Regions from separate parts of the Mus musculus genome. Here all the other regions are linked to region 1. A link is a contact called in public Hi-C, HiChIP or PLAC-seq and promoter capture Hi-C data. All regions are on one chromosome and are shown on one strand. Each heading gives the region's core, a stretch centred on a gene start, on an enhancer-like site or on the middle of the called end of the contact. The rest is flanking DNA. Distances are from core to core; before and after follow the strand shown.

Evidence for each region. Promoter capture Hi-C pulls out the DNA fragments that hold promoters and counts their contacts. Hi-C and Micro-C count contacts between places; a contact is called where the count stands out from the background. HiChIP or PLAC-seq counts read pairs in DNA pulled down with a chosen protein or histone mark. Capture Hi-C pulls out chosen DNA fragments and counts their contacts.
Region 2: a promoter capture Hi-C map of neural stem cells shows a contact between it and region 1. The contact joins the promoter of Unk here to the promoter of Nup85 in region 1. A contact is called at or near these places in 8 of 39 promoter capture datasets (embryonic stem cells, liver, neural stem cells and 2 more), 2 of 484 Hi-C or Micro-C datasets (B cells and rod photoreceptor) and 4 of 115 datasets of contacts at active chromatin or transcription factors (Th17 cells, bone marrow-derived macrophages, large pre-B cells and 1 more).
Region 3: a Hi-C map of B cells shows a contact between it and region 1, with 7 read pairs. The contact joins the promoter of Galk1 here to the promoter of Nup85 in region 1. A contact is called at or near these places in 6 of 39 promoter capture datasets (embryonic stem cells, liver, neural stem cells and 2 more), 2 of 484 Hi-C or Micro-C datasets (B cells and rod photoreceptor), 4 of 115 datasets of contacts at active chromatin or transcription factors (the SCID.adh cell line, Th17 cells, large pre-B cells and 1 more) and 2 of 9 other capture datasets (embryonic stem cells and pancreatic islet).
Region 4: a contact with region 1 is called in an H3K27ac HiChIP or PLAC-seq map of embryonic stem cells, with 6 read pairs. The contact joins the promoter of Itgb4 here to the promoter of Nup85 in region 1.
Region 5: a contact with region 1 is called in a Hi-C map of differentiating embryonic stem cells, with 4 times the contacts expected there. The contact joins the promoter of Slc9a3r1 here to the promoter of Nup85 in region 1. A contact is called at or near these places in 1 of 39 promoter capture datasets (stem cell-derived epiblast-like cells) and 2 of 484 Hi-C or Micro-C datasets (differentiating embryonic stem cells and embryonic stem cells).
Region 6: a contact with region 1 is called in a promoter capture Hi-C map of cranial neural crest. The contact joins the promoter of Nat9 here to the promoter of Nup85 in region 1. A contact is called at or near these places in 4 of 39 promoter capture datasets (cranial neural crest, embryonic stem cells, frontonasal cranial neural crest and 1 more).
Region 7: a contact with region 1 is called in a promoter capture Hi-C map of adipose tissue. The contact joins the promoter of Fads6 here to the promoter of Nup85 in region 1. A contact is called at or near these places in 5 of 39 promoter capture datasets (HPC-7-derived erythroid cells, embryonic stem cells, neural stem cells and 1 more), 1 of 115 datasets of contacts at active chromatin or transcription factors (pancreatic cancer cells) and 2 of 9 other capture datasets (adipose tissue and pancreatic islet).

The regions. Positions count from the first base shown.
Region 1 is chr11:115,562,045-115,566,309 of GRCm38.p6, reverse strand. Nup85 (nucleoporin 85) reads right to left here and starts at 1,866. Exons shown (of 19, transcript NM_001002929.4): 1 at 1,748-1,866; 2 at 1,063-1,156. The coding sequence starts at 1,780.
Region 2 is chr11:116,027,865-116,032,129 of GRCm38.p6, reverse strand. Unk (unkempt family zinc finger) reads right to left here and starts at 1,814. Exons shown (of 16, transcript NM_172569.4): 1 at 1,639-1,814. The coding sequence starts at 1,742.
Region 3 is chr11:116,010,236-116,014,500 of GRCm38.p6, reverse strand. Galk1 (galactokinase 1) reads left to right here and starts at 1,782. Exons shown (of 8, transcript NM_016905.2): 1 at 1,782-1,987; 2 at 3,285-3,474; 3 at 3,819-3,938; 4 at 4,125-4,260. The coding sequence starts at 1,823.
Region 4 is chr11:115,972,847-115,977,111 of GRCm38.p6, reverse strand. Itgb4 (integrin beta 4) reads right to left here and starts at 2,387. Exons shown (of 40, transcript NM_001005608.2): 1 at 1,958-2,387.
Region 5 is chr11:115,160,978-115,165,242 of GRCm38.p6, reverse strand. Slc9a3r1 (solute carrier family 9 (sodium/hydrogen exchanger), member 3 regulator 1) reads right to left here and starts at 1,902. Exons shown (of 6, transcript NM_012030.2): 1 at 1,292-1,902. The coding sequence starts at 1,717. Rab37 (RAB37, member RAS oncogene family) reads right to left here. Exons shown (of 9, transcript NM_021411.4): 9 at 3,003-4,265.
Region 6 is chr11:115,185,443-115,189,707 of GRCm38.p6, reverse strand. Nat9 (N-acetyltransferase 9 (GCN5-related, putative)) reads left to right here and starts at 2,309. Exons shown (of 7, transcript NM_025400.4): 1 at 2,309-2,589; 2 at 2,871-2,959. The coding sequence starts at 2,883. It overlaps Tmem104 (transmembrane protein 104), which reads right to left and starts at 2,221. Exons shown (of 10, transcript NM_001033393.2): 1 at 2,110-2,221; 2 at 1,386-1,498. The coding sequence starts at 1,430.
Region 7 is chr11:115,295,498-115,299,762 of GRCm38.p6, reverse strand. Fads6 (fatty acid desaturase domain family, member 6) reads left to right here and starts at 2,201. Exons shown (of 6, transcript NM_178035.5): 1 at 2,201-2,449; 2 at 3,059-3,225. The coding sequence starts at 2,287.

The sequences.
Region 1 (4,265 bases), core at 617-3,116:
TTTGGTGATATTGATGATCTAATTAAGGACACTGCCCATGCTAAAGAAGTTATCACTGAGCCACTGAGTGATAGCCTACATCCTTGGTTTTTGAGAATGGGTCTGGCAACATATCCCAGGCAGCTGGGGACTCTCTATTCCCCCCGCCAACTCTTCTGCACAGTAGAAAATCTAAGGTTGCAAGCGAGCGTTGCCTGAACCCAGGACTTTGCCTTCAGCTGAGGCAGTCTAACTCACTTCTTTGGGCTTGTTTTTGTTGGGTTTCTCAAGACAAGATTTCTCTGTGTAGCCCTGGTTGACCTAAAACTCATTCTGTAGATCAGGCAGGCTGTGAACTCACAGAACCACCTGCCTCTCTGTCTCCTGAGTGCTGGGATTAAAAGGTGCGTATCTCCACACCTGGGCTATATGGGTCGTTTCTAAAGGTTAATTATAGGAAGGGGGCTGAAGAGATGGTTTGGCGTCTAAGACAACTGGCTGAAATTTCCTGCCTTTAATCCTAACACTCAGGAAAAAAGAGCAAGTAATTTCTGAGTTCAAAGCCAGCTTGGTCTAAACCAAGTACCAGGACAGCCAGGCTACACGGAGAAACCATCTCAAAAAACCAAAACCAAACAAGAAGTACACAGGCAGCTCTTCCAGAAGACCTAAGTTCAACTCCCAACACCCCATATGGCAACTCACATAAATATAGAGTTCTAGTTCCTAGAATCCAATGATCTCATTTGGCCTCTGCGGCACCAAGCACGGAGTGGTGCACAGTTATGCACGTAGACAAAATGCCCATACACAGACTATAAAATTTAAAAATTACTTAATGTCAAGTGTTGAACCACACACCTCAAGTCCCAGCACTCTGGAAGTCGAGGGAAGAAGATGTAGAATTCAAACCTACACAAAGATTGCACAAAGACAAGCCCACTAGGACTACATAGGGGCAACTTGTCTCAAAATAGCAAAAAAACAAAGTTTCAAAAATAAAAATATTGCCAAATAACTCCAGTTTCCTGCCTCAGAGAGTCAACCAATGTGCCAAGACAGATGTGAAAAAGAACTGCCTACCTGTTTGGTTGAAGGAAGTTTCACACAGAAGCATCTCGCCGGGGCCCCAGTCAAAACACATTTGCTTCTTCTTGGAATTCACACCTGGAATCCACTAGTAAGACATAAGGAGGCACAGGAGCTGTTAGCCCTACAACTGTCCATTCAACTTCCAAGTGTAACTGCGAACACCATACACCAGGCGAACAGCCTAGGTCGTATCCAATGATGCTGTGCACATATTCAGACATATACACACTTAAAAAAACATTTTCTAGGTGCAAGAGGAATAGAATACAACGCGACAGAAACTAGTCTATTGTCTCCCGTGAGAACAAATTATGCATTTATTAAGCCTCGGACTAGGACAGCAGGACAGGGAAAGGCCAACTCATCCCTTGGAGTGACCATGTGGGGCTTACACCAATCTCATTCTAACGCCCAAGGGGGGAAAACTAGAGAAGCAGAAAGGTTATAAAAACAAGGGTGATGCAGTGGGGTTTCCGCGAGCCGGCCAGTATTCACAGGACCTAGGGACCACTATTGCCATAACCTAGTTCCCAGTTAACCTGACATTCGGGATGGTGGCAACTGTGTCCAGGGAAGAAGCGTGCGTCCCGCATGTAGGGAGGCAGCCTGAAATGACCAAAGAAACGTAACCCTCACAGTGCAACAAGCCAAGCCACTCCACTCCGATCGCCCTTACAGTTACTGCGGGCTCGCAGTCGAGCTCCTCCATAGCGCCGTGCCCCCCGCGGCTGGGACCCTGCCGCGCGGCCGCTTCTCTGCGCTCAGGCCTCCCGCTCACAGACAGCTGCCAAAGAGGACCCCCTCCAGGGCGGCTTGCGCAGCGCCTGCAGACCTTAGCGCAACAGATCCCTTCGTCTTAGCCAAACACAGCCCCTTGAAGCCTTTCACACATGTTCCACTATTCTAACCTATACAACACATCATGAAAACGGCTCTAGGGCCCACGGGTCCTCAAGGAATGTTCCCAGTAGATCAGGCGGCGCCACAGACAGTCCCACACTAGGTGAGGGAAAGGTCCCCGGAGATGGCGGGAGAGGCGGTGGCTGGGAGGGTGTGCGCATGCGCAGAAGCGTGCTGGCGCATCTATTTCGATTGGAGAGCTACTCCGTCTCTGTAATCCTACTTTATCTCTTAGCGGTAGTTGTGATCCCTCCCTCCTGGTCTGTTATTAGAATATTCTCAGTCCCTTTTCCGAACTCCGACCAGTATAATGCGCTTATTTTGGAATTAGTCTCGGACACATGACATCCGTAAACAACGGGACTTCAATCTTTTATGTACTGGCAACTTTTCTTTCTTTAGGATTATTCTGAACTATTTCTACCTTAAATTGGTGGTCATACATGACTTGGAAGTAGGGCATAGTAACATAAGCCGGAAGATGCAGCACTTGGGAAGTAGAGACTGAAAAATCGGGAGTTCAGAACCAGCCTTAGCTACATGGCAAGGTTGAGCTCGCATCGGGGCTAACTGAGACCCAGACTCAAAAACCAAACTCCCACAAACTTTAAGGAAATAAAGGAAAACCTTTCTGTCAAATTTTTATCCAAATCCTAATCATCAGTGATTTAGGGAGCTAGAGTGTTGGCTCAGTGGTTAAGAGCATACGCTGTTCTTCCCGGGGAACCTGGATCAATTCAAAGCACTCACATACATGTGGAACAGTCCCAGGCAATCTGATGCCCTCTTCTGGCCTCTGTGGAACCAGGCACACACATGTAGTACACAGACATACACAAAACACCAGTATATATACAATAAAATAAATTTTATAATTAACTTTTTAAAAAAGATTGCATGTATGTGAGTAAACTGTCACTGTCTTCAGACACACCAGAAGAGGTCATCAAATCCCATTACAGATGGTTGGGAGCCACCATGTGGTTGCTGGGAATTGAACTCAGGACCTCTGGAAGAGCAGTCAGTGCTCTTAACTGCTGAGCCATCTCACCAGCCCTTAGTCTGTCTGTCTTTATTTTTTTGTTTGTTTGTTGGTTGGGTTTTTTTTTTTCTGTTTTGTGTGTGTGTGTGTGTGTGTGTGTGTGTGTGTGTGTTTGTTTTTCGATACAGGGTTTCTCTGTATAGCCCTATGCCTCCCTAGTGCTGGGTTTAAAGGCGTGTGCCACCACACCCGGCAAGCCCTTAGTTTTTCAAGACAGGGTTTCTCTTTGTAGCTTTGGCTGTCTTTGAACCTAATCTGTAGACCAAGCTGGCCTCAAAGTCAGAGATCTGTCTGCCTCTGCCTCTGGAGTGCTGGGGTTACAGACCTGTGCTACCACCACCCAGTGACAATATTTATTTATTTATTAAAATTATTTATTTTAGGTATGTGAGTACACTGTCTTGAGAACACCAGAAGAGGGCATCAAATTCCTTTACAGATTATTATGAGCCACCATGTGGTTGCTGGGAATTGAACTCAGGACATCTAGAAGAGCAGTCAGTGCTTCTAACTGGTGAGCCATCTCTCCAGCCCCCTTGTTTTTATTTTTCTGTCCGTTGGTTTTTCCTACATGATGTCTGTGTGAGGATGTCAGAAGCCATGGATCTGGAGTTACAGACAGTTGTGAGCTGCCATATGAGTGCTGATGATTGAACCCTGGCCCTTTAGAAGAACAGCCAGTACTCATATGTGTTGAGCTATCTCTCTAGCCTCAAATATGTTTTTTTTATTTTATGTATATGAGTACACTGTAACTATCTTCAGACATACCAAAAGACAGCATCAGGTCCAATTACAGGTGGTTGTGAGCCACCATGTGGTTGCTGGGAATAGAACTCAATTCTCTGAAAGAATAGTCAATGCTCTTAACCACTAAGCTATCTCTCCAGCCCTACCAACAATTTTTTTTTACTGTTTTAACAATTCTTTTTTTATTATTAGATATTTTCTTCATTTACATTTCCAAAGCTATCCCAAACCTCCCCCACACACACCCACTCCCACTTCTTGGCCCTGGCGTTCCCCTGTACTGAGGCATATAAAGTTTGCAAGACCAAGGGGCTTCTCTTTCCAATGATGGCCAACTAGGACATCTTCTGATACATATGCAGCTAGAGACACAAGCTCTGAGGAGTACTGGTTAGTTCATATTTTTGCTCCACCTATAGGGCTGCAGATCCCTTTAGCTCCTTGGGTACTTTCTCTAGCTCCTCCATTGGGGGCCCTGTGAGACATCCAATAGCTGACTGTG
Region 2 (4,265 bases), core at 565-3,064, 470 kb before region 1:
CAGCCAGGACTATAAAGAGAAACCCTGTCTCGAAAAACCAAAAAAAGAAAAGGAAAGGAAAGGAAAGAAAAGAAAAGAAATCTGAGGCAGGAGGATGCAGAGTTCAAGTTCTGTCTGGATTAAAGCAAGTCAAGGCCAGCACAAACAACTTGGTGAAATCCTAGCTTAAAAAGTAAAGAGTAAATAAACAACTGGGGGTGCGTGGCGAAGACGCAACCCAATGACAGATGTGATCCCAACATGTAAGAGGCCTGGGTTCAGTTTAACCCTACAACACAAGGTCCTGACTGTGAGAGCACAGAGCAGTGGCCAGGCTTAGCCAACTGAATTCAATGCCTGGAACCCTCCAGGTAAAAGGAGAGAACCAATTCCTTCAGACTGTTTTGACCTCCACACCTGCATGTGGCGCTGCGTGAGTGTTCCCACAGACTCACATACAAATAAACAAATGTAGATGTTTTTCACAGTTCCACTAAGTTTACAAATTTTTGTGTGTGACCAGATAAGTGATGTTATTCTGATGTTAGACCTTCTTATCAAAAGCAATGGCAAGGTTGCAGAGTGAGAGAGAACTCCAGTAAGAAAGGACCAACTGATGACCACCATACTTGAAAGGCTAACCTGAGTTACAGTCAAGTTTGGATGACGTCAGCCAACACTAGTCATTTGAAGAAACCAATACATTTTCTATAACCAATGTTCCCCTGTCCCAACTCCCAAAAGTGTTGAACCAGAGCTGCTTCTGCCTGACTTTAGTTCGGATGCTGCCAGCTCCTGGCTGGACGCTGGAGTGTTGTTCAATCTCTCGGGTTCTGACATTTCCACAGGTTGGGATCTCCTAAACTGGCCCATCACTCAGGCACCCAGTAGGGACACTCCTGGCACACAGCAGGGAACGGAAACCAACAGGGCTTTACAAGAGGAACTACAGCATTGGCCTTTGTCTCACAGAACCTAGGCCTACTGTGACATGACAGCAAGGAAGGCAGGGACCTAAGCTTGTACACATGCAGTTTTTACATTGTGGCAATCTCATTTAGGCCAGTTACGATGAGGCTCCCTTGCCTGCCCGATGCTGAAGGGGTCTGCAACCATTAACACCCCGGATGTCGCTGACTCAAGCTAGACAGTACAGCCTGCACGGAGTGAGCCCATTTCTGCACGTTTGACTGTTTAAGGGAATTCAAGCATGGGTGATCCTCGTGGACAATCTAACAGGCCTTAAAGATACAAAAGGCCTCCGGTGCACAGAGTCTCCTCCCGAGACTTCAAGCAAACAGTCATTTCTAGACAGGTCTCGTGCTGGTTGGTACAGACTTCCACTTGTCATGTCGTGGACTTGTCGGGTTTTATGTCTGAGACCGTCAGGCCTCTGAGGCCTGGCCTGAGAAGTGTGGATTCGGGACCCGCGCTCCTGCCTTTCCGACTCGGAGGCTGGGACCGAGTTTCCCGCCCCACTGCCCGACCAGAGGTTGGTGACAGTTGAAGTAAGCTGGGACCGGTCCCAGCAGGTTGGAACCGGTCTGGGCCGAGCCGGAGGAAGGGGGGGGGGGACAGCCTCGCGCTCTCCCTGCGCGCGTGACTCACGCTGGCCGCTGACGTCAGGCGTGCGCGCGCGGCGGGGGGGGCTCTACGTACGTGTAGTGCTGCGGTTTCTCGGGCTGTGCCTGCAGCACCTGAGCGGTAGCGGCCGGGGGCGCCGAGGAAGCTGCCGAGCCGCCGGGCCCGGGGCCCTTCGACATGGTCCTGTCTTCCTGCCTCTTCGCCGCTCCCCTTTTATTATTCAGTCTGCGCGGTCCGCGCCGAAGACCCACAGCGCCTGCGCCGCGCCACGAGAACGTGAAGACCCCCCGCACAGCAGCAAAGGTTGCTGGGAGTTGTGGTCCTCCTTTCCGGTGAAATTTTACCGTTGGCACAGTGTCGCTGCTAAAGTGCAAGACCACAATACCCAGAGATCTTTGCGGACGGTGTCCCGGATGCTGAGGATCCGCAATGCCTTGTGGTAATTGTAGTCTAGTCACTCTTAACTATTACCTGAGCATTGTCAGTGTGGTCGGAGGTGAACTCTACCTTTAAACTGGATCCTCCGGAGAGCAAGGAACCAGTTAGGGAGGCCTGAAACAACTCCACGGAGAATGTTCCAAATGCAGTGCAGTAATTGCCTTGCCTCCCTACCAGTACAGTTGGCGCACCGTTTCTAAAGTCAGTCTAGAGCATTGCCTCGGAGCCAGCAAGCTAGTCAGCCAATATTTTCATAATATAGTAACCTGTAAATCACCAGAGAAAGTATGCAGGCTAGCAGACAGTTTGAAGAAGCTTTTTATTGTTGTTGCTTTGTTTTGTTTTTAAAAATTACAATACACCATATTGTTCCTGGGCATCATTAACATTTATCAACCCTGAAACCTGGAACCCCTCCACTTGGGCTCCTTCTGAACTCAGTGGTTGGCCCAAATACCTTGTTTCCAGTAGGTTAAGGTCCAAGGGAGAACCTAATCTCTATCTAGAGTAGTCTCTTAGGCACTTTGGTAAATTGTTGAGAAGTATAGTGATAGACTACATGAGAAGGGCCAGGGGCTGAGGAAAAAAAAATGTTCTAGTCCATTCTAGTTCCCTTTTCTGGAAAAAAACCTTTCTGTTCCGGGGAAATGCAAGGCAATTGCCTCACATTTAGGAATATGGTTTTATGAAATGACTTTCTACAGGCTGGATATAGGGGTACATCCTGAGGGAGGAAAGTCACAAGTTCCAGGCCAAGCTAGGCTATGTACTAAAACCCTATCTCAAAAACCAACACGGTGGCATGTATCTCGGTCCCAGCACTCAGGAAGCAACGGAAGGTGGATCTCTGAATTCAAAGCCTGGTGGCATCCGTTGGTAGTTCTAGGTCAGCCAGAGCTGTCAGTCTGTCTAAAAACCCGAACAAGAACAACCAAACAACAACAGGTTGGAGATGAGTAGGGGTAAAGGTGCTTGCTTCCCTAGGCTGCAAACCCAAGTGGGATCTCTGGGACTGATGTACAGGTGGTAGGAGAGAACCCACTCCACGAATAATAATAAAATAATAAAAATGTCCATCATAGATATGTAATACTTCCCATTTGACCTTGTTTTCTATGTTCAATCTATATCAAATTCTTTTTTATTTTTGGTTTGTGAGTACATGTTTGTGGTTTTGAGGCAGGATCTTACTTATGTAGCCCCAGCAGGCTTGAAACTTGATATGTAGATCAGGCTAGACTTGAATTTACATAGACTTGCCTGCCTCTGGCTCCCAAAAGCTGGGATTCCAGGCTTGCACCACCACACTTAGTCAAATCCATTGTTTTCAAAACCTACTTGTTTTGTTAAATGGGATCAAGTTAGCCTTGTTAAAGCTAACCCGAGTGGGATCTCTGGGCTGGGGCGTAACCTTTGGTAGAAGCAAGCAAGAAGGCAGAGTTCAGTCTCCAGCAGCAAACATGTGAAGGGTCACTCATCTATAACTCCAGCACTAATATGGGATGGAAGCAGCGGAATCAGGAACCGAAGATCATTTCAGCTACAGTGAATCTGAGGTTCGGGCTACAGCATGCTCCTGACCCTCTGCTTATTTGTCTTGTGTTGATCTGACTGTACTTTCAGCTCCTCCCCATTTCCTTTGCAGCTTTCCCTCCCATTGATCAATTCAGGACAAAGGAAAAACAAAAAAAAAAAAAAAACAAAAAACCCTGTGAGACACCACTACCCGGCTGCACAAGCCTTTAATCCCAGAACTTGGGAGACAGAGTCAGGTGGATTTCTGAGTTCGAGGCCAGCCTGGTCGTTCCAGGACAGCCAGGGCTATACAGAGAAACCCTGTCTCAAAAAAAAAAAAAAAAAAAAAAAAAAAAAGAAAAGAAAAGAAAAGAAAAAGAAAAGAAAAGAAAAGAAAGAAAGAAAAAAAAAAAGAAAAGAAATACGAGGAGTTGGCTTATGTGTTGTCCTGGAATCCCCCGGTGTGAAGTTGCTGCAGAAACTTCATCTCATAGATTTAATTTTTAATGAGTTCATAACAGAAGCTTCCGAATGAGCATGTACAGTATAATTAGAAGATGATATCATCCAAATTGCTTAATTTACTGGAGAGGAAATCGAAACCCAGGAAAGTTAGGTAACTTGCAGAAAGTCACTCAGCAAGTTCATGATGGACCAGGGACAGGACAGGAACAGAACAACAGTCCCGATGCTGCTGAGCTGCTCTGACTGCAGCAGTGCCTTGGGATCAAGCCCAGGGCTTCACCTCA
Region 3 (4,265 bases), core at 533-3,032, 450 kb before region 1:
CCGCCATACCTGGCTAGGATTCCTTAGTGTTTGCCTCTTAGATGCTGGGAATACGGGGATTTATCAAAGTCCTCCAGCCATCCTGTCCCTTCAGTCCTGTCTCTGTCCCAGTCCCGTTCCCCCTCCCCATCCTTCCTTATCCCACTTGAGACAGGGTCTCACTGTGTAGCCCTATGTAAGGTACCTTGGTCTTGAATTTGCCACAACCCTACTTCTGCCTGCATCTGCCTGCTTCTGCTTCCTGAGTACTGACCTGTGCTATTAGAGCTTGCTTCTTTCTTTCTTTCTTTCTTTCTTTCTTTCTTTCTTTCTTTCTTTCTTTTTTTCTTCCTCTCTTCCTTCTTGTTGATTGTTTTGAATGCCGCCTTCTTCTTCTCCTTCTTCTTCTTCTTCTCCCTCGGCTGTCCTGGAACTCACTCTGTAGACCAGGCTGGCCTCTGAACTCAGACATCTTCCTGCCTCTTCCTCCCAAGTGCTGGGATTAAAAAGCTGTGTGCCACCGTGCCTGGCTCACATACTGCTTTCTTTTCTTATTTTCTTTCTTTTTTTTTTTTTTTAGAAGATCACACCTTCTTTTTTTGTTGTTTTGTTTTTTTTAAAGATTTATTTATTATATGTAAGTACACTGTAGCTGTCTTCAGACACTTCAGAAGAGGAAGTCAGATCTAATTACGGATGGTTGTGAGCCACCATGTGGTTGCTGGGATTTGAACTCAGGACCTTTGGAAAAGCAGTCAGTGCTCTTAACCACTGAGCCATCTCTCCAGCCCCACATACTGCTTTCTTGATTTACATGTCTTTTGTTAACAAAACCTGTTTATTTGTTTTCTAGACAGAATCTTAGCCCAGACTGGTTTCAGACTGCCGCTCCTCCGGCCTGAGTCTCCCATGTGCTGAGATGGACTACTATGCCTGGCTTGGAAATTATTTAATTTTTGAATAAGATAGTACATTTATTTGTGTGTTTCTTTTGAATGCATGTGCTCTCTACCACTGAGCTACACCCCCTACCGTTCTCCACTCTTACTGTCTTACATTTTAGTCCTTCTGTTAGAAGGTTTCACACAAGGTGACCAGGAATAGCTAGGAATCCAGGCAAAGATTTGGGCCAGCATGAAGGCTTTAGATGGTCATGTCTCTGAGACCAAGGCTCTTGTGGAGGAAGCAACTGCTAGGGGCCAACAACATTAGCCATCTTTGCAGTAGCCTTTGCGTCATCGAGGAGTGCCTGAGCTTGCTTCCTGCCGGCCACTGGATGAGATGAACTTCAGTCCTCCATCGCCAGGAGCCAGAGAAGGAGCCTGTAAAAGGCTTCGAACCTTGGCTCTCCTTGTTTATCCCTAGACTGTGTACCACATCATCCTGTTAGAGACATGACCGACCAGGGGCTGACGACTTAGCATAACTTCGCTAGATCCTCTGGGACACTCAGCTGTTCCTGTTGCCAGCTCGTGTTGGTGTTGCCCTGGCTGTGTGAGGGATGATGATGATGGGGATGGGAGCGCATTAAGAGGCTCCAGGTTCAGGGATGGATGGGAAGTTCAGATCTCCATTTGTGTTAACTGCTACTCAAGTGGGAGCCCCAAACTCCTGCTAGGACATCACCGAAGATACAAGTTGCAACCGAGTCTCTTCCTCCAGCTGTCAGCTGCCGCGTTGGCTTGCGCTGGAGAGCTAAGTTTGGACCCCGCTCTGCAGGTGGGATGGGCGGGGCCGTCGTAGCGGGGGCGGGGTCCCGCGAAGGACAGGAATGTAAGTCCGCGCCACGTGGCTCCGCCCCCAGCATCCCGCGGGGCGGTGCGCCCAGCTGCAGACGAGCGTCATGGCTGCTTGGAGACCGCCCCGGGTCGAGGAGCTGCTGGCCGAGGCCCGCCGGGCCTTCATGGAGGAGTTTGGAGCCGAGCCGGAGCTGGCAGTGTCGGCGCCGGGCCGCGTCAACCTCATCGGGGAGCACACGGACTACAACCAGGGCCTGGTGCTGCCCATGGTGAGGGGCCGCATTGGGGACCCTTCCTTGTGTGTGCTGGCCCGGCCTGCGGTAGGGAAGGGCTGGCATAGGGGGCACGGGAGGGCGGGTACCCTCCGGGTGGAAGGCGGAGTGAAGCGGTCTAGCAGACGTGAGAGACCCCGGGACGTGCAGTTGTCCACGTGCGAAGACAGGAAGCCAGAGCTGGGGGGAGGGGGGCTGTGCGGTTTGTCTTCTCGAGCCCGCCTTCTGGGGGCATCGCCCACAACTTGGAAGTATGAACCTCTTAAAAATGTGAGGACCAAGGAAGCAATATAAGAGAGTATTAGGCATGGTGGCGCATTCCTAATAGTCCAGTACTGGGGAAGCTCAGGCATGAGAATTGCCACGAGTTCAAGATCAGCCTGAACTACAAAGTGAGTTCCAGGACAGCTTGGGCTGTAAGATTCTTAAAACAAGGAAAAAGAAAAAAAAGGAGGTTATTTAGCCCTCTGACTTTGATTGGGCCCACAGCACCGACCTAGACCTATGCAAAGGTAGACCTGTGTAAATGTAGCTTCCCCCCCCCCCCCCCCCGGCCCATCCCCTTGAATTTACAGAGAAAACAGTAGATCCACAGAGCACTAATGACTCCCTCAAAGTTACACATTCGGTTCTTGGACTCTCAGCCTGGGTCTCTCAGCGCATAAGTAGTTCCTGAACAAGGGATTACCGCGTGCAGAGCTGGGTCCAGGTGGGAGGAAGTCTGGAGCCCCTCTGGGCCTGTTTTTGCATAAGATCACTATCTGTCCCCTTTGGCCCACAGTTGGACGCTAGCTAGGGCAGAGTCCAGGTTCACATTCCTATCACCACTGGCCCCGCCCCTGAAGACCCACAAGGCTGTGCTCTGAGCCCCCAAGGCTAACGCTTAATTGAAGCGCTTTCTCCCATCTCCTTCAAGCTAAGCCTATTCCCTTCACGGCCCTGTGTGTCCCAGACGACAGAACCTTGGGGTTTGGATCCTGGTTGCTTCAGTCACCCTGGGGCTGTTCTAGAACTTCAAGTGACATGAGTTTTCTATTTGCAATGGGATATTCCACCCACATATACTTTTATTAATCCCAGCATTCTGAAGTAGAGGCAGGTGGGCCTCTTAGTTAGAGGATAGCCTGATCTACATAGAAAGTTCCAGACAGGATTGCACAGTGAGACCCTGTTTTCAAAAACTTTAAAAACAAAACAAAACAAAAAGCCAAAAATAGATTCTGTGGCTATGATGTGATCCTGGGTGGACTTCTTCTGTCAGGTGGTATAGACTACACATGCCTACTCCTTCCAGGCACTGGAGCTCGTGACCGTGATGGTTGGCAGCCCCCGGACAGATGGGCTTGTTTCTCTTCTCACCACTTCCAAAGATGCAGACGAGCCCCAAAGACTGCAGTTCCCACTGCCCTCAGCCCAGTGGTCCTTGGAGCCTGGAATCCCACAGTGGGCCAATTATGTCAAGGGAGTGATTCAACATTACCCAGGTATAGGACTCACTCAGGCTGCTTCTGGGAGGATCATCTCACCCCATCTCGGCATTCCTCCAGGGTGGAGCATCCCATTGTACTGATAAAGCCATTGAGGTTCTGGAGGCTTGGAACTTGCCCTAGGTTTCCTTTGTATGATTAGAGGAGCCCGAATTCAATTGTTAGCTTGCTGGCCTCTGCCACCCTAAATCGGGAAGGCTAGTAGGAAGATTAAGCCAGCACACTCAGAGGGCAGCAGAGTGGGTGGCTCCCTGAGTGGAGCAGGCTGGTAAGGCACGCGTTTTTCCTATGTCCACGCTCCCATCTTTATCAGCATCCTTCTTCCCCCCGCCCCCCCGCAGCTTCCCCGCTCGTTGGCTTCAGTGCAGTGGTGGTCAGCTCAGTGCCCCTGGGGGGTGGGCTTTCCAGCTCAGCGTCTCTGGAAGTGGCCACGTACACCTTCATCCAGCAGCTCTGCCCAGGTACCACTTAGCCGCCGCTTTCCCTCTCTGAGATCTCTGCGGCCAGAGCCTCTTCCTTTTCTTGGCTTAGGGAGGGAGGGTGGGGAGTCCCTCTGATTGTCAATGGAGCCCTGCTGCTCCAGGGTGGCCACGCCCCCCATGCCCTCTCCTGGACCCCCAGCTTCCCAACCTCACCCTGTGCTGCAGACTCGGGGGCAATAGCTGCCCGGGCCCAGGTGTGTCAACGGGCTGAGCACAGCTTCGCAGGGGTGCCCTGTGGCATCATGGACCAACTCATCGCGCTGCTGGGGCAGAAAGGCTATGCACTACTCATTGACTGCAGGTCAG
Region 4 (4,265 bases), core at 1,138-3,637, 410 kb before region 1:
CCAAGCAGGACCTGGGGTTAGTTTAGGAGCCCCTGTTGCCCTCTGTCACACAATGGTGGCCATTAGAGTATTGGAAAAACCATCTCAGGGCACCAGAAGCCTTCAAGGTCTCTGAAAAGATGGGCAGCTCAAAGCCTTGTCAGGGAAGAGCCTGGCTCCAGAGCTACCAAGGTCTGCACAGAGGAGGGCAAAGGTCAGGGCTACACCTTTTCTGTTTAGGGCCAGAACTTCCAGGGGCACAGACAAGGTCACATCCACTGTCCCTCCACCTTGGATCCTTTCTTAGCACCCCCACATTGTAGGGCAGGGAACAATTGCAGGGTCTGTAAGGCTGAGGCCCTCTGTTCAGAAAAAAAGAAAAAAGTAGGCAGGTACAGTCCCCTGCATCCAAGGGTCCCTAAGGAGGCAGACATCAGTCCCAGCATGTCCACAGTCAGAGCCAGCATGGAGAAGTCACCCTAACAGGGTAGTGGCTAGAGGGGAGCCCTGAATCAGCAGAGGCGTGACTCCTAGGAGAAATGAGTTTCTTACAGCCTTGGGCGTAGGCACCACACCCACACGCTACATAATGCAAGCTGCAGATTTGGCCTCCTCAGGGCTCAATTACCTAGGCAGGTATAGGCACCAGAGGGACAAACCCAGCTCTTACACAGACCCAGAATACAGGGCTGTCCCAAACAGACAGGACGGCAACACACACCCAGCATGTCAGCAAAGGGTTAACAAGGCATCTATCTGCACAGGACCCCAGTGGGAGAGGCTTGCCTGTGTGTGCCTTAGGACAGATGAGGCACTGAGGCTGTGGAGCCTCCCATTCCAGCAGTCAGCACTGGGAGGGTCTGGCGGGGATTTGGGGGCAGTGTAGATTCCACACTGAACCTACACACACACACACACACACACACACACAGGAACTATATAATGTAAAGGCCTAGGCAGACACTCGAGTGTTTGCTTCGACCCAAATTGTATTTTAAAAGTTCTAAAAGTAGTCGCCTAGTATAGAAACAAGATTCCACATAAAGACTAGGACTGAGGATGCCATCACAGAGTGTGTAGCCATGGCAGGCTGGGCCAGACAGGACAGCAGTTCTTGAAGCTGTAACAGCCCCTTGCCTACCCTGTCAGCTATTGGAAGTCAGAGTTAAGGAGTCAAACGCTCATTTTCTGCTGTCCATTCTCTCAGCCCCCAGGAGACTCGATTTTCACTTTTAGTGAGGGTAGAAACAAACGTGCCATCTGGGTTGAACCTATGCTCAGGGTGTGGCAAGTCTGTCAGGAAGAAGGAAGAGGTCTGCCCCTACCCTTGGGAGCCACCTGGAGTCCCGGGCCACAGTGACAGCCAGAAGGCTCCTCCAAGGATCGTGGGAAAGAGTGTATGGCGGGGCCAAGTGCTCGCGGGACTGCTGGATGAGATTCTGAAAGGTCCCCCAAACAAAGGTGCCTGGAGCGGGCTTTGGGAAGAGAGCAGGCTGCGGGCCAGCCAAGAGGAAAATCAGGGACTCCCCACGCCTGACATGCACCCGGGTCACCACACAGCAGGTCCTGTCAAGCCGGACAAGAAGGGGGCTTGCTGCAAGGTAGTTAAGTTGTTCCTCTACTGTCTTCAGATTCAGGGGAGGTAGCACTCAGAGGGCTGGTGAGCCCCCAGCCTCTACCCACTCCTATTACCCACCTACCCAGTGTCCTTTTCTAGCAGGGGTATCTGATGTTCACCATTCTTTCCCTAGATCCCAACTACCCCGCTCCCAGCTGTCCCCTTCCCACATCCTGGCAGGGTTGGCACCTGTCCTGGCAGCATGGGCAGAGGGAGCCAGGGCCTGCCAATCTTCAGGGAAGGGAAGGGAAACAAAAGCCCCGGGCGGGAGTGGGTATTCACTTTCCTCTCCAGCCCTGTTGTCCCGGGGCACCGGGGCGGGCGGTGTGCCCTCGGATCTGCAGCGGGACCTGCACCTACCTTAGTGAGACTACCTCGGACTTGGGCTGCGTTGGGTCGAGCTGAGCGCGCGGGCGAGCCCGGCGGGACAGCAGGGCGGGCGGCGGCGGGCGGGAGCCAGCAGCGCTTTATGGACGGGCGGCGCAGGTAGGAAGGAGGCGCTGGTGAGTCAGGCGGACTGCATTCCTGCGCGCTGCGCGCACCTGTCGGGGCAGGAGCTGGGGTGTCGCCGCAGCCGCCAGGCCCGCCCCCCGGAAAGGGCTGCGGCTCAACCGGCGCCGGCCCCGAGCCCCGAGCCGCCGCGGAGGGGGCTGGAGGAGGAGCCACTCTTCCCTGCAGCACAGACCGGGGCTCCGTCTTCCCCACCCGTCCAGGCTCCCAGATCGGGTCCCCGGGCCGCTCCGGGTCGCGGGTCCGCTTCTTAATACAGTGAGCCCAGCTGGGTCAGTCCCGCTGCCTCGACGGTCATCGGGTCGTGCACCACCCTCTCCGTGTCAGCGCGAGGATAGGTCGTGCCCCAAACTGGTAGGGAGACTTAGCACTCTTGGACTGCTGGCCACTGGGTTCTCTCTGCCTCTACTAGAGGAACCGATAGGCAAGGACTGGGGCCTCTAGGTTTCTTCGGATACTCAAATCTCCTTAAAATGTAATTGTAGCCATCAAGAGGCCACGTGACCTAGTGTGGAGTAGCACTCATGGATTGTTACAGTGTTGGTGACAAGCTGATTCACAAATCTTACTCTTGCGGCAGGCTCTCGAGTGCCTTCAGGCCCCGTTTCTGTTTAATAATGAGTCCGTTGAGGCGCTGCAAGAACCCAACTCTAGTCTCACCAGGTTAGCTAATGCTCACCGCTGGCACTGGACCTCCTCAACCCGTGGGGGCTTCAAGCTCGCCAAGTGTCAGAGCCAGAGTATGCAGTCTGAAACTCAGCCAGATTTATCCTTATATTTGAAGACCCTGAACTAATGTTACAAGATCTTTAGTTTTCTTCGGCTTTGCCACATCCTCTGTTGGTTTCTAAGTCTGGTCGGAGAATATGGCCTTTTCCCACTGTGTAGTCCAGGCTAGTCTTGAACTTGGGGTAATTCTTCTGCCCCTGCCTTGCAAGTGCTGGGATTACAGGCATCCATCACCACACCTGTCCTTTTATTATCTTCCTTTTGATTCGGTGCTTGGTATGGAACATAGGTCTTCATGCGTATCAGCCATGTACTCTACCACTAAACTAGACCTCCAGACCAGAGTATGGCTTCTTTATGGCATTTGCTATACTGGTTTGAAATGATCATCCCACTGGACTGTGGACTCGGAGAACCCATGTTTTCTGCCCCAACCTGGGGTAATCCAAGTTAGGAGAGGTGGAGAGGCCTATGCCCAGGTCTGGGCTAGAGAGAAGGGAGGTTTTTGTTTTTTTGGTTTTTTTTTTGTTTTTTGGTTTTTTTTTCACCAGCCCAGCCCCAGCCCTGGTGCCTGGTACATAGAGGAGTTAAAAAAAAAAAAAAAAAAAAGTGTGATTGGGTAAGATGTCTTAATGGGTCAAGGTGCCTGCTGACAAACTTCATGACTTGAGTTTGATTCCTGGTGGGACTCATTGTCACAAGGTCTCTGTGGTGTGTACATCCATCCCACCCTCTCACATAAACAAATGAGTAAAACGAGTCTGTTGGGGCACTGCTGTTGTGTAGCAGGCCTTTCATCCAAGCACTCAGGAGGCAGAGGCAGGTGGATCTCTGTGAGTTCAAGGTCAGCCTGGTCTACATGGAGAGCTTCAGGCCAGCCAGGGCTATATAGATTTTGCTTCAAACATAATACAAATAAAAATGATTTTTAATAGCCCTGTCAGCCCTGTCCAGCCATCTGAGGGCTGTTCTGCACAGGCCAGGTCCCCAGGGAGACTTCCTCCTGAATGTGGGGGCACTGGGGAAGGAGCCCAGTATGTTTTCGGCACTCAGATGTATGTTCCAGGCCAGCTCAGTTCCTTGTGGACATCAGCCACTCCAGTAGGCACCCAGTCCAGTCTGGAAAAGAAGAGCTCTACACATTGATTTAAAAATAGTTCTTTGCAGCTGGGTGTGGTGGCGCACGCCTTTAATCCCAGCACTCGGGAGGCAGAGGCAGGCAGATTTCTGAGTTTGAGGCCAAGCCTGGTCTACAGATTGCGTTCTAGGACAGCCAGGGCTACACAGAGAGACCCTGTCTCAAAAACCAAAAAAACCAAACCAAAACAAAACCCCCAAAAAACCAAAAAAAAAAAACAAAAATAGTTCTTTGCAGGCTGGAGAGATGGCTCAGTGGTTAAAAGCACTGACTCCTCTTCCAGAGATCATG
Region 5 (4,265 bases), core at 653-3,152, 400 kb after region 1:
ACTGGCAGGAAGTGGGAACTTGGTGGCCCTGGCATTCCCAGAGTCAAACTCTGGCAGAACCGGGCTTCTGGTGACCTCACTTCCACCAAACCAGTTGGTACTCTCAGGCTCCGCCTTCAACCTTACGGGGCTGAACAGTGCCCTTTCCCTGTGGAGGGAGGATCTTCCTGGCTCCATGGATACCGCTGATCTACATGTGGCGGCGGTATCGATCAGGAAGAGAGAGCCAGTGCGTACTGAAGGGACCCTGCTCCCAGGGTCTGAGCCCTGAACCTGGCCTCCTTCCCTCCTTGTTTTCTAAGGGACAGGGAGGCTCTCAGCACAACTCCTGTTTTGCCAACTGCCCCTCCAGCAGCTGATCCAAACTGGGGTTGTTTGGGGGAAATACCAACCACTGGCAAAACCCAACCAGCCGGCTTACAATCGCTGGACAGAGAAGAGGAGACACCAGGGCGGGACCACCTGCGAGGGTCGGCTCTGCAGGACGCTGCCTGGCCTGTTCCTGCTCCCTCCCCCACCCATCTTTCTCCTTTTCCTCCTCTTCTAAGGTCCTCCCACCAGGCTCCCAGATACCAGCTAGCGAGCGCTTACTCCTCACATTCCAGAGGACCATAAATCCTCCGGGGTGGCAGAGCCACCACCCCCAAGACGCTTCTGCACCTCCTCCCGGCACCCCACCCCCACCCCTAGCTCCGAGACGTTGAGACTTCCTCTCTTTCTTAGAAGTCACTTTAGTCTTGAGAAGGATGAAGTCCAACCGGTGTGAGTTAATGATGCACAAACTAGAGGACCCAGGATGTGGGTAGGGCTGAAGGGGTCCTCCCAGGGACCCTTAGTTATTCAGCCTTTAAGCCACTTTGAGCTACCATCCACAGGGACTGAAGAGAAGAGAGTAGAAAGAGGGAGGGAGGGAGGGAGATGCGGGGGGTGGTGGGGAGAGCTCTTAGCTTAGCTGTAGGCAAGGATAACCCAGGAATGAGTCCGGGTTGTGGGGCGGAATCCAAGGAATGGGAGCAGAGAAGGGGACTGGGTTTCTTTGCGCCGTCTTCGCAAAGTTCAAGCAGTCAGGAGATGCAGGCGGCAAAGGAGCTCCGCTCCCCAGCCAGCCCGGACAGGGCGGTGGGGTCGCTGGTCGCACTCCGAAGCTCGCCTTAGAAACTGCGAAGGCTCCGGGACAGAGGGCAGAAGCCGTTTCCTCCTCGCTGCTCGAGTTTCAGAAAGTGCTTGGAAGTCCGGGGTGCCCGAGTCTCTCTAGAATCCTAGTCCTACACCAAGCCCAACCCGCACTTACCAAGTGGCTCTTTTCGGCCTCATTCTGGTCCCCAGCCTCATGAGTGTCGGCGGCCGCTGGAGGCTCGGCTTGTTCGGACTTCTCCTGGGGGCGCAGCAGCTCTTCCCGGATCGAGACGCCCAGCTTCTTGAGACGCTCGTCGGTCTCCGGGTCGACCACCAGCAGGCGCACGGCGTTCAGCGCTGCGCGGATGCGGCTCACCACCTGCTGATGCGTCTCCTTCTCCACATTCTCACCGTTCACCTCCACCAATCGGTCTCCAGCCAACAACCCCGACTTCTCGGCCGGCGAGCCAGGTTCTACCAGACGGATAAACTGGCCCACCTTGCCCTTCTCCCCGTGCAGGTGGAAGCCGTAGCCATTTGGACCCTTCTCCAGGCAGCAGAGCCGGGGCAGAGGCTCCCCGGCCGCTGCGTCCGCGCTCATCTTGTTCTGCGAAGGCTCAGCGCGGGTGCCGTCGGAGGCCGGGGACTCACGACCTTTCTCCCCGAGCCGCAGAGCTCGAGTTGGGAGCTGAGCACCGCACGGGGCACAGGGAACAGGTGTCCCGGGAACCGCGGTTGCGAACGCACAGGAAGGGAGCCGGCCAATCCCCGCCCTGCGCGGCGTCTGAGCGTTCCAGAACCCGCCCCAGCTCCTAAACCCGAGGGCGGGGCCGCGCGGTGGGTGTGGATCACAGTAGACCAATCAGAAATCACGAACCGGGCTCTTGCGCCAGGGTGAACAAATCTAACCAATCAGGAGAGTGGGGCGTGGCCTGCACTCGGCGCGGCACCCCGCAGCGGGAGAAGAAAAGAGAGCCCAGGAAGTGGAAGTGTTTGTTACCAAGTGCGGAGTTGGGCTGATCGGGCGGGGCCGAGGCCGGGGCTGGGGCGGGGTTCCAGGTACTGAGCCCAGAGGCCCCACGGGCTCCGCTCTGGTTTCCACGTTGTGGAGGGGGATTTAGAAGAGCTAGTCTCTGGGTAAAGGATTCTCAACGCTTTAACCGCCTTGAGCCAAAGCCTGTTGCATAGCTTGGCCCGAGAGAGGGGAGCGACAGTTGCTGGGGAAACCACCCCATGCTCCCCCACACTCACTCCTCCCCCTCCCCAGAGCCAACTTAAGAACCGGACGGATGTCTTCTGTAACACAGTAACACTGTAACAGGGTAACTGTAACAGAATAACTCCGGAGTAGAGTTGTTTAAATAACAAAGTTTCTTCTTGTGGAGCCGCCCCTCTATCCCTGGACATGCATATAGACAGAGGTTTGGGCTCTGATCCCTTCTAGAAACTTGTAGGGCTTGGTAGAGACTGAGGCTCCTTGCAGCCCACCTGGAAGACAGGCTGTCTGAGAACAGATAAATGAATAATAAATAAAGGGCTTAGTTTTGGCAGTAGCCTTTAGCCACGGAGAGAGGGCGGGTGAGACAGCTAGGTAGTCAATCTCAGGATTCACTTCAGAGGGAATGGAAGACTGGCTTTGTTCAACAGAAAAATGACTTGGATTGTGAGATAAGCATTCCAGCTCCCTCTTGCCAGCGCAGATGTGGCCACAGAGGCTGGGGGTGGGGGAGGGTAGTCAGTTAAGGGTAAGTTGAACCTATGAGGACGCCAATGGGTGAAGATGGAATGATTCGGACATTGGGTAACAGTTTCCCACAACGTGCCACGTAACAAACTCTCTAACACGATCCTCCTTCTGGGAATAAACAGAGGGGGAAAAACCGGTCAGAGTATATTTTCCAAAATACTGCAATTTAATTCTGGAAAAACAGAAATGCCAGAGGCCCAGAGCTATGTATGTGACTAGAGCTCCAGCAATCAGCTCAGAGCCCCAGAAGAGAACCCGGAGCCCAGGCTCCTCCCTGATCTTCCTATGAGAGGTCACAGAGAGTTTCCTTATCAACCCAAGTTTAGAGTGCTGACTTTGCTCTGGGAGCAAGATTTCTGCCTTGAAAGCAAATATAGTAACCTCAGATATGTGTAATGCATACTTTCTTGGAGCCTCACTCGCTGCCCAACCTATATAGATGTAGTAAAGCTTCCTTTGGTCATGGATCTGCACACCTCCGAGTGTCCTTCCTTCTAAGGGTCAGATCAGAGCTTTGGGAGACACATGGCCTTGGGCCTACAGGGCTTGTTGCCCCTCTCCGTACCCCAGACTTGCTCATACTTCCTTGTTTTGTGCACATAGCATCAGCCCGCCCCCAAATCGACAACTTCCCACCCTCTCAACCCGATTTAGCGGAAGAGGAAAAGATAAAACCATTTTGCCCTAGTATTGGTCTGAAGTTAAAGAGAGAGAGGGAGAGAGAGAGAGAGCGAGCAAGCTGGGGCTTAGTGGGAAAAACTGGCCTATGGCTTTGTTCAGTTCTGCCTCCCACCCATTCCAGGAGCCAACAAGTTCTTTATCTGGCTCTGACCTCTGCCTTAAATATCCGTGGTGCTGTACACCTTGTCTCGGGATTGGGAGGGAGGGGAAGTTTTTTCCAGACTCTGACCTCTGGTTGTCTAGGAACCCAGGTGGAAAGTTGACAAGAGAGGTTCCATGGGAGAGCGGGGCATCCCCTGGGATGTGAGGTCCAGAGATCAGGAAGGAGTGTTTTCAGGTGCCCCACTGCTCGTGTGTGCTGAAGAAAAAGCCCGTGCACGCTTCCAGAAGGAGGGTTGGGAAAGCCAGAGGTAGCCAAGCAGACTCAGTACCTAGTAATTGCTATTCCTCTTAGGACAATCTCCATGTTTATCTTGCCCAAGGCTTTGGGCTAGCTCCCTGCATGAGGGCCCTTATTATCTTTCTGGGAGCTGGGAGAGGAGAAGTCTGGGGTCTCCTTCACCCCCTTAGTGAGGATTGGTGATGGGGTCACAACCAGCTCCCACACCCTAGCAGTGCTTTGGCGCCCCCTGGTGCTATGCTGGTGCAGTAACACTCTTGCTAGGAGAGAGGCCCAGCCTTTTAGAACTTAGTCCCAGAAAGCAAAGGACCACCGAGTCCC
Region 6 (4,265 bases), core at 1,060-3,559, 380 kb after region 1:
AAGATGGGAAGGAGAAAAGGGGGAGGTGTGTGAAGCGGAGCTCCTGAGGCACACAGGCCTAACTGTCCAGGCGGCTGTGGCATCACAAGGTGGCCTGAGTGGATGATTACATGGTGAAGGCACAAGGAATGGGGACATAAGGTACTTTCTTTCTAAAACACAGTCACAGCAATAACTCACTTCCTCGTCTCCAAGTCTGTAGTGAGTGTCAGAAAAAGCAGGAACTGTGGCAACGTGTAGGGACAGTGCAGACATCTTCTTGCTGACAGGGGATTCTAAGAACTATCACATGATTGCATGGACAGGGTAACCATCCACTCCAGCACTTTCCCTGGTGAGCTGCAGCGGTGAAGTGTGCATGCGTGTGTGTGTGTCTGTGTGTGTGTCTGTGTGTGTCTGTGTGTGCTCTGTGGCTGCCTATGAACAGCAGGGCACTGCTGAGACTAGAAAAATCCTAAAAAGGCGGCTTGTGGAGAAGAGCCGCTTTTCCTGGTGACAGCAGGTACCAATGTGAGTCAACCCAGGTAACTCACGATTACCTCCAACGACTTACCCAGTGAAGGCCCCGTGATGCAATAACCACATAACCACAACCAACTGGATACAGCACCGAGAGAAGATAAACTGAGTGTGTGTGGGGGGAGTGCAGGGGCCACGGAGCCGAGACAGAGGGGAATCAATCGCTCTAATTGTCATAATTGCATGCTCTACCAAACTGCAATTGGGAGACTCTGCAGTTCACCACCTCTTTCAACATCCAAGACCACAAGAGTTGTGCAATTTAGAATTTAGCGAAGGAAGAAAGAGGCTGCTGACTACTGAGAGGAACACAACTCCATGGCGACAGCTGTTGGTGACTGCCCAGCTGACTGGCAGAACTGTGTGTCATCTGTGGGAGTCCTGAGATAGATATTATGGGAGACTAGCAAGTTAACTACTATTTGGCTTGATGCTCTCTGATAGGTGTCTAAAAGGAGAACTGGCCTGGAGAAACAGCTCAGCAGTTAAGAGTACCTGCTGCTCCTGCAGAGGACCCGAGTTCACTTCCAGCACTTACACTGAGCAGCATCCAACCATCGACAACTAACTCCAGGGCATCTGGTGCCCTCTTTTGGATTTGACAGGCATGCACATATCCATACGTAGACACATCATTTAAAATAAAAGCTTTAAAAAATTATAAACAAATGAGGAACGAGCCTGATATATAGAGTCTAGCTAAGACAGCTGAACCTGACTGGAGCTATGTGGAGTTTCCGTTGTGTTTTTCACCAGGGTCTATTTAAACCAGGGCCATAATTAGTATAGTCCACAGATAGCAGTGGGCTTCTCTAGAAACCAGGAGCATGGTGGTGAGCAGAACACATTTATGGAGAAGAACTCACATAAGGAGAATAGAGCTCTCCGGTCTCTGTGATCTCGCCTGCCATCTCCAGAGAGTGAGGAAGGGCTGGCCCAAGAGGTTACTTCTATGCAGTGGCAGCAGCAGCCGCAGCTCCTAAGACAAAAGAGTAGACTTTAGTTCTCTAACTGCAGAGATGAGACTGGGGGTGGGGGGTTTGCAGTCTGCCGCTTTCACCTGTAGCCCTTTTAACTCAGACACTTTGGTCTCCCTATCTGCCATGAGACAGCCTTGGTGGGACGCGGCTTCCTGGACCATGTCTTCTAACTTGATTTGCTATGCAAGGCACTTCTCGGTGCCTGGATGCTGCTCACACTCCAAGTGACTGAAGGGGCTTTCCGGGCCTCTAAGCCTCACTAACCATCACAGCCCCCTTTACCCTAAAGTGCTTACGTCCGTTTCATTATCTATGAGCTCACTACTACACAGGACAGCCCACACAGCTGTCTGCTTCTCCGCCCACAGCGGGAGTCAGCTTTTCCAAGGTCGCCCCTCCATCCTAACTCCTTGTCCCAAAGCCTCTTCTTTTAAATGGGGCCTCGCGCACCGACACCTGCCTTTTGCTTTGCCTTAGGGTTTCCCACCCTTAAGCCTCCCCTCTCTTCTCCAGAGCCGGTCCCTCAGTCTCCCCTTCCCCTCCCTTCCAGGTGAAACTCTAAAATTCACATCCATCTTCACCCTGTCCTGCCCTCCTGCCCGTCCCAGACCTGCAGCACAGCTAGCTTCCAGGCACAGTGGCCACCGCCTCCAGCTCTGCAGCTGCCACCCGGCACCAGCGGCCCCGCACCAGCGCCCGCTACGCGCACGCGCACGCTTCCCAGTCCCCCGTCCAAGCGAGCGCGTGGGGAGGGGCGCAGTGCGTTGATTGGATGCCTCGCGGGGGCGGGGCCGGGATTGGGCTTTGCGGCTGCCGTCTGCCTGGCGGAAGCGGACAGCAAGCCCCTCTACGCGCATGCGGAAAGCCTGTTTCTCCGGGACAGACGCTGACGCCTGTCGTTGGGGACGCCTTCCTCGGCAGGGGGTGGTTGTGAGCTTTGCAGTTTGCAAACTACAGCGCTTAGACGGCCGAGGAACCACGCAAAGGGCTGAGGCCTGAGAACTTTGAGTGGGGCTTGGGGACAGGAAAACGGAAGGGCCAGAGCCGAGTGACGTGGACTCTGGACGCTGGAGGCTAGGGTTGGAAACAGGTTAAAAAAAGGATTAACAGGTCATTTGGGGGTGGACGGGCATGTTGTGTAGGAATGGGCTGGAAACCGAGCCAGAACTTGGCCCCTGGGTGAGAGCCCAGATGTATTGACCACTTCGGCTCTTTCTCTTACAAGAGTTTTAGAATCCCCGTTCTTTCACGTAGTTGTGAGGGGAAGGCAGGACGCTCTTCTGTCAACATAGCTCCACTGCTACAGAAAGAGTTCCACCCTGCGTGGGAAGACACTATGGGGGCTCTGAAGTCTTTAACTCTCCCCACTAGTAGGCAGCTACAATGAAGCTGAATCAGAACACCATGCTAGTGGGCAAGAAGGTGGTCCTGGTACCCTACACCTCCGAGCATGTGCCCAGGTAACTAACTCATTACCCGACTGGTTGTAGCGTGGAGGGCAATTGGAAACAGGGTGCCTTAATCTAGGAGCCTGTCTTGTTTAACAAACGTCACTTGTGTGGTGCTGTACACCTTTGATTCTGGCCCAACACTTGGGAGACAGAGGCAGGTCCATCTCTTCCGTGAGATTGAGGCTAGCCTGGGCAATATAATAAGTTCCAGGCCAGCTAGGGATACTTAATGAGACTGTGACTCAAAGTGGGGGGTTGGGGGTGGGAATTACATGCAGGAGGAATAAAGCTGAAGTGGAGGGCTCATTTTTCATTTATTTTCCTTGTCATCCATCTCTCTGCTTTCTTTTTGGCTTTTCAATGAGGGATTACATCATCTAGATGTGTGTGTAACAAAAAAACAAAGCCATGTCTTCTTCCCTCGTTCTAAATTACTTATGGCGTTCCCTGGTATCCTCTGGAGACTTAACGTGTGCTTGTCCCAGATGTTGAATTCATTATTTTGATGCCTACTGTTTAAAGGCCAGAAGTGAGATTCAGGGACTCTTTGTGAGGTTAGTTGGCAAACATCTGACAGATTGAGAAGCTGGCTCTGTAGGGGACAATAGTTTTGCATTGGGGAGATCTGTCACCCTGCCTTGTAGAGGTCTCCTCAGCCCTCTTTGCTGGGCTGGACTGGCATACCCTTACCCTCAGGAACTGGGGGAGTGTTTGGTTTTATATTACCTGGGTGGGAAGCTGGGCCCCTAGAGCTACCCTCTCTGCTGCTGCCTGAGAAAAGAACCTACCTTTCCTGCCTACCCATACCCACTTCACCTCAGAAAGCACAAACTCAGACTTTTTGTGGTTTTTCTTTTTCTTTTTTTGAGTGGGGTATTTTTTTAATCGATTATATATTAACTGAATACCTACAATGTTTTTGTTTTTATCCCCCCCCCCCCCCCCGAGATAGGGTTTCTCTGTTTCTCTGTGTAGCCCTGGCTGTCCTGGAACTCACTTTGTAGACCATGCTGGCCTCGAACTCAGAAATCCACCTGTCTCTGCCTCCCAAGTGCTGGGATCAAAGGCGTGCGCCACCACTGCCCAGCTACAATGTGTTTAGACATAGAGTGAAAATGACTAACGTCCTTACTTCCACAGCACTTATCCTGTGTGGGCAAAACCAGAAAAGAGCGGATGTCACATCCGTATTTTATTTTATTTTTAAATTTATGTATATTTATTTAGAGACAGGGACTCACTGGGTAGTCCTGGCTGGCCTAGAACTATGTAGGCTATAGAAAGAGACCTACCTGCCTTTGCCTCCCTGGTGCTG
Region 7 (4,265 bases), core at 952-3,451, 270 kb after region 1:
CATCTCCTCTGTCCCTGTACATTTTACAGCCTCAGCCTCTTCTCCTGCCATGGTACCTTTTTGCTTGGCTATCTTGAGACATTCCTTAGATTCTTCTTCATCTCTTCCTGATATAGACAAGCCTCCCTAAACACATTACACAATCCCCTCCCCTGGTCTAAAGCCCATGGTGGCTCCTGTAGCCTCTAGAGATAAGCCTCACCATCTCTACCTGCCAGTCAAGATACCTCCAGCCCCTGGTACCAGTCTTCCTTTCCTGCCTTCCATTGATTTTTCTCTGCTCTTGCCCCTCCCCCCGCACCCCTATGCCTTGAGAACGTAGAATACCCTGTGCCTTTCCTCAGTCAAAGCCCTTCAAACCAAGCTCAGCCATCTCCAGAAAGCCGTTGGCTCACTCCACCTCACACGCTGTCGGCCTCCCCCAAGCTCCTCTTTACTTTTGTAAAAATTGTATTTTCTCTTTTCGAGTCTTTTGCCTCCGTGCACATATGTCCACCACAGATGGGTCAGAAGAGGATGTTAGATTCCCCCCCCCCCCCCCCGGAAACTAGGGTCACAGAGGATTGTGAGCTGCCATGTGGGTTCTGGGAACCAGACCGGCCCTCTGCAAGAGCAGCAGGTGCTCTTAACTGCTGAGCCATCTCTCCAGCCCCCTCCTGCCAGCTCCTGACATCTTCGCAGCCTTTTCCCCCTTTAGATTGCTATTAGTGATGTATACCAGGGTAGCTGCGGCTTGGCAGCAGGCTTGGAAGTACCAGGAACTTCTATTTATGATAAAGGCGGTAGGATCCCTCTATGCCCCCAATTAGTCCCCCAATTAATCAAATCATACTATTCTCACTTCTAAAACTTGTGCATCTTCCTCCCTAAAAATTCTACTCTTGTGGTGGGGACTCTGGGTGGGACATAATGAGGGAGACTGGCGGTTCCCTTTCTCTGTCTAAAACAAGAGAACTGGACTTGGAGTTTAGCCATTCGGTAACTCTGGGGCCTGTCTGAGTTTGATCCCTAGGACCAAGATGTTAGAAAGAAAGGTCTGAACTACACAAGTGGGTGTCATTTTTACAGGGTGACATGGGAATACACAAAGCCTAGTAAATGTCTAGAAGTGGAGGACACGGGTCTGCTCAGGACCTCTTGATCCTGTCCCTTCAGAAAGAATGTCAGGTCCCAGTATGTGGGATGCTGGGCAGGACAGTAGGTTTGAGACCAGCCTGGGCTACATGGCCAGTTGAGAGAATTGTGTAGCCAGAGGATGGCTTCACACATGAACTTGAAGAACATAGCTGAATCTGTGAAGGAGAGTACCAGGAGAGAAATTCAAGCCATAGCTCGCTCTCCCTCACTCGTGCCCTACTGCCCAAGGGTCTCCTGGGAAAACACACACAGGACTCAGTCGGGTTTTTTTTTTTTTTTAAAGGGCTTTGAAATGAAACTGGGGGGAGTACTGTGAAGATGTAAAGGGGGCAGAGAAGGGAGTCAGGCGCTTATCCTCAAAGGACCACGCCAGCTCAGTCACGCTGGTGACAGTTGCGTCAGCACCGATGTTAGGGGAAGAGGCATTCTCAAGTCTCATGCTTGTCCCAGGCCCATTCAGACCTGGCTGTCCCCATCCAGTGGAGCTGGAGAGACATTCTAGCAGTATGTCTGCCTACCCAGTGGTGAACTCAGGACATGTTTTCTCTGTATCTATCTACCCATTACCGGGCTGCAAAGCCACCTCCCTACAAGTCACTTCTGCTTAAAACCAGAGCAAACTCCCTCCGCCCCCATGTTAACTATCCTCTGAACTCCGCGTGGACACATCTACACATACAAATTAATAATTTAATGAGATAGAAATACTTGGGTTTGGGGACTAAGAACGCACAACGAACCCGAGATGGAGACTGAGAGGAGGTGGATGAACAGTTAAGGCCTTCGGGGGTCTGCTACTTTGTCCCAGTCCTGTTCCCTCTACCCCAGGTTGGTCCTTGTCTCAGGGTCATCTCCCCACCCCGCGCACCACTCTGGCTCCTCCCTCCCCAAGCTGCCCTGGTATCAAGGGCTGGCGGGAGAGGCTGCTTCTAGGCCCCGCCTAGGTCACGGGTCATGGCTGTGCGTGGCAGAAGGTACCCCGCGCCTCCCACGGTGACCTCAGGCTAGTGGTGTCCCAGCCAGATGCGTGACTCCGCCCCTCCGCTCCTCCCCTCCTCCCCGCGTGTTCTCTCCGGCGCAGCAACCGAGCTCACACCCGAATCCCGGGTCCTCCTCGCTTGTCCCCAGCTCGGTGAGTCCAGGGAACCCATGGAGACCGTTCGTAGTGCGCCTCCGGGGGACGGCGCTGCTGAGGCGCTGCTGAAAGAGCTGGAGCGTCAGGTGCAGGATGTGGTGCGGGCGAGCTCGTGGTGGGAGCGCCACGGTGTGGACTGCGCCATCCTCGCTCTCAGCCTGCTCGCCTTGCCGGCAGGTACGACGGAAACACAGAGACACGGGCTGCGGATGGGGGTGGCGCGGCTGAAGGTGGTGCAGGCTGGAAGGGAACCTCAGGACTTGAGGATCCTGGATCCCACCTCACTCTCCAAAGTCTAGCTGGGGGTGTTCAACTCATGTCCCGCTGGAGGTGGGAGGAAGTCCGATGCTTGAAAGTGGTGGAGGAAAAAGTTGCACAAGGAGCCGTGGGGAAGGGGAAAGTGAACCGGAAGAAGGGAAGAGCATGTTCTACAGGGGACACCGGAGATGGGATGAGTAGGACTGAGGAAGCCGGCTGCACATCTAGCGGTCTAATGGCTCTGTGACATCCAGTCCCCATCTCTGCTCTGGCGGGGGCTCAGGAGGGTGACCGGGCAGAACGAGGACAGCAAAATATCCTTGAAAAGCCCAGTGGGGATTTTTTTTGTGTGTTCCAAATCCCACGGAGAAAGTCAAACCACCCCTCTCAGGCCTTAGAGGAACCTGTCACAGGCCGAAGGCTGGCCCTCTTTGGCTCCGGATTTGGGAAAGTGTGTGTATGTGGGTCTGGACTCATATTTTCAAAAGGTGGCGAAAGATCCTGATCCCTGGTCCGTCCTCTTTGCAGGGTTCCTGTGCCTACGCGCCCATAATATCCTGGCCTTTGCCACGGGCATCACAATCTTGGGTGTGTGCCATTATACACTCACCGTCAAGGGCAGCCACCTGGCCACTCACAGTGCCCTCACAGAGTCCAAACGCTGGAGCAAGATCTTGATGATTTTCTTTTTGGAGGTGAGCCTGGCGGGATGGGGCAGTTGCTGGGCAACTCTGTGTGCCCATTCACATGGACAGGGAGCTGCCGCAGAGGGTGGGTAGATCCAAGTGTGTGGTGTGCAATACAGAGGGAGTGTGCATGTGCGTGTGCGTGTGCGTGTGCGTGTGTGTGTGTGTGTGTGTGTGTGTGTACCCGTGTATTCATCCAAGGCCTTGAGAGGAAGTTGGCGTTAATGAGCAGTTCGCATCCTATGTGTTCCGATATCTGTCGATGACGATGAACGTGGTTTATCTCATGATAATCTTGATAAAATTGACTGAGCAGCAGAAACATTTCTCCCCTCAAGGTATTCCTTGTCCTCCGACTCCTTTAGTCCTCGTCTTCTGTAGCACTAGGCCAAAGGTGGATGGAGTTTCTTCTTCCTTTCAGGAGGCCTCCTGCAGCTTGCCAGTTTTGCTCCGGGGCTGTGTTGCCTCACAGAAGCCTCCTGGTTCTGCAATCAGGGCTTATTGTCTGAAGGGGTGAACAGTGAGGTGGAGTCGGGGGTGTGTCAGGATGTTGGGGGGCAGTGTCACAGCGCTCCAGCTCTGCAACCTGCTCCACTTATGCCTGCTGATGGCTGAGCCATCTTGAGAAACTCTTTGCTCCTGTAACCTCCAGAAAGAACTCGGCTCCCTTCCTCCACCTCTCCTTCCTAGGCCTTCTTACCTGTGGGCCCACCAGGAAGGCAAAGGCCCCTGGACAAATCGTTCTTCAGGCCTTTCTAGATCCTCTATCAAACATGTTCTCTCTACTCCAGGGAACCCTCACCTAGCCAGCCGGGCCCCTTAGGGGTAGATGGAGAAGCTGCTAGGAACAGGAAAAGGTCTTACTCTGCGGACCAAGCAACACAATTGTTCTATCTTTCTATAAATTTATTTGTTTTGTACATGTGTGTGGAGGGTGTTGCATGAGGCATGGCATACCAGTGAAGGTCAGATGACAACATGTAACAGTTCTCAGTTTTGTTTGCTTTTTCTTTCTTTCTTTTATATATGTGAGTACACTGTCACTGTCT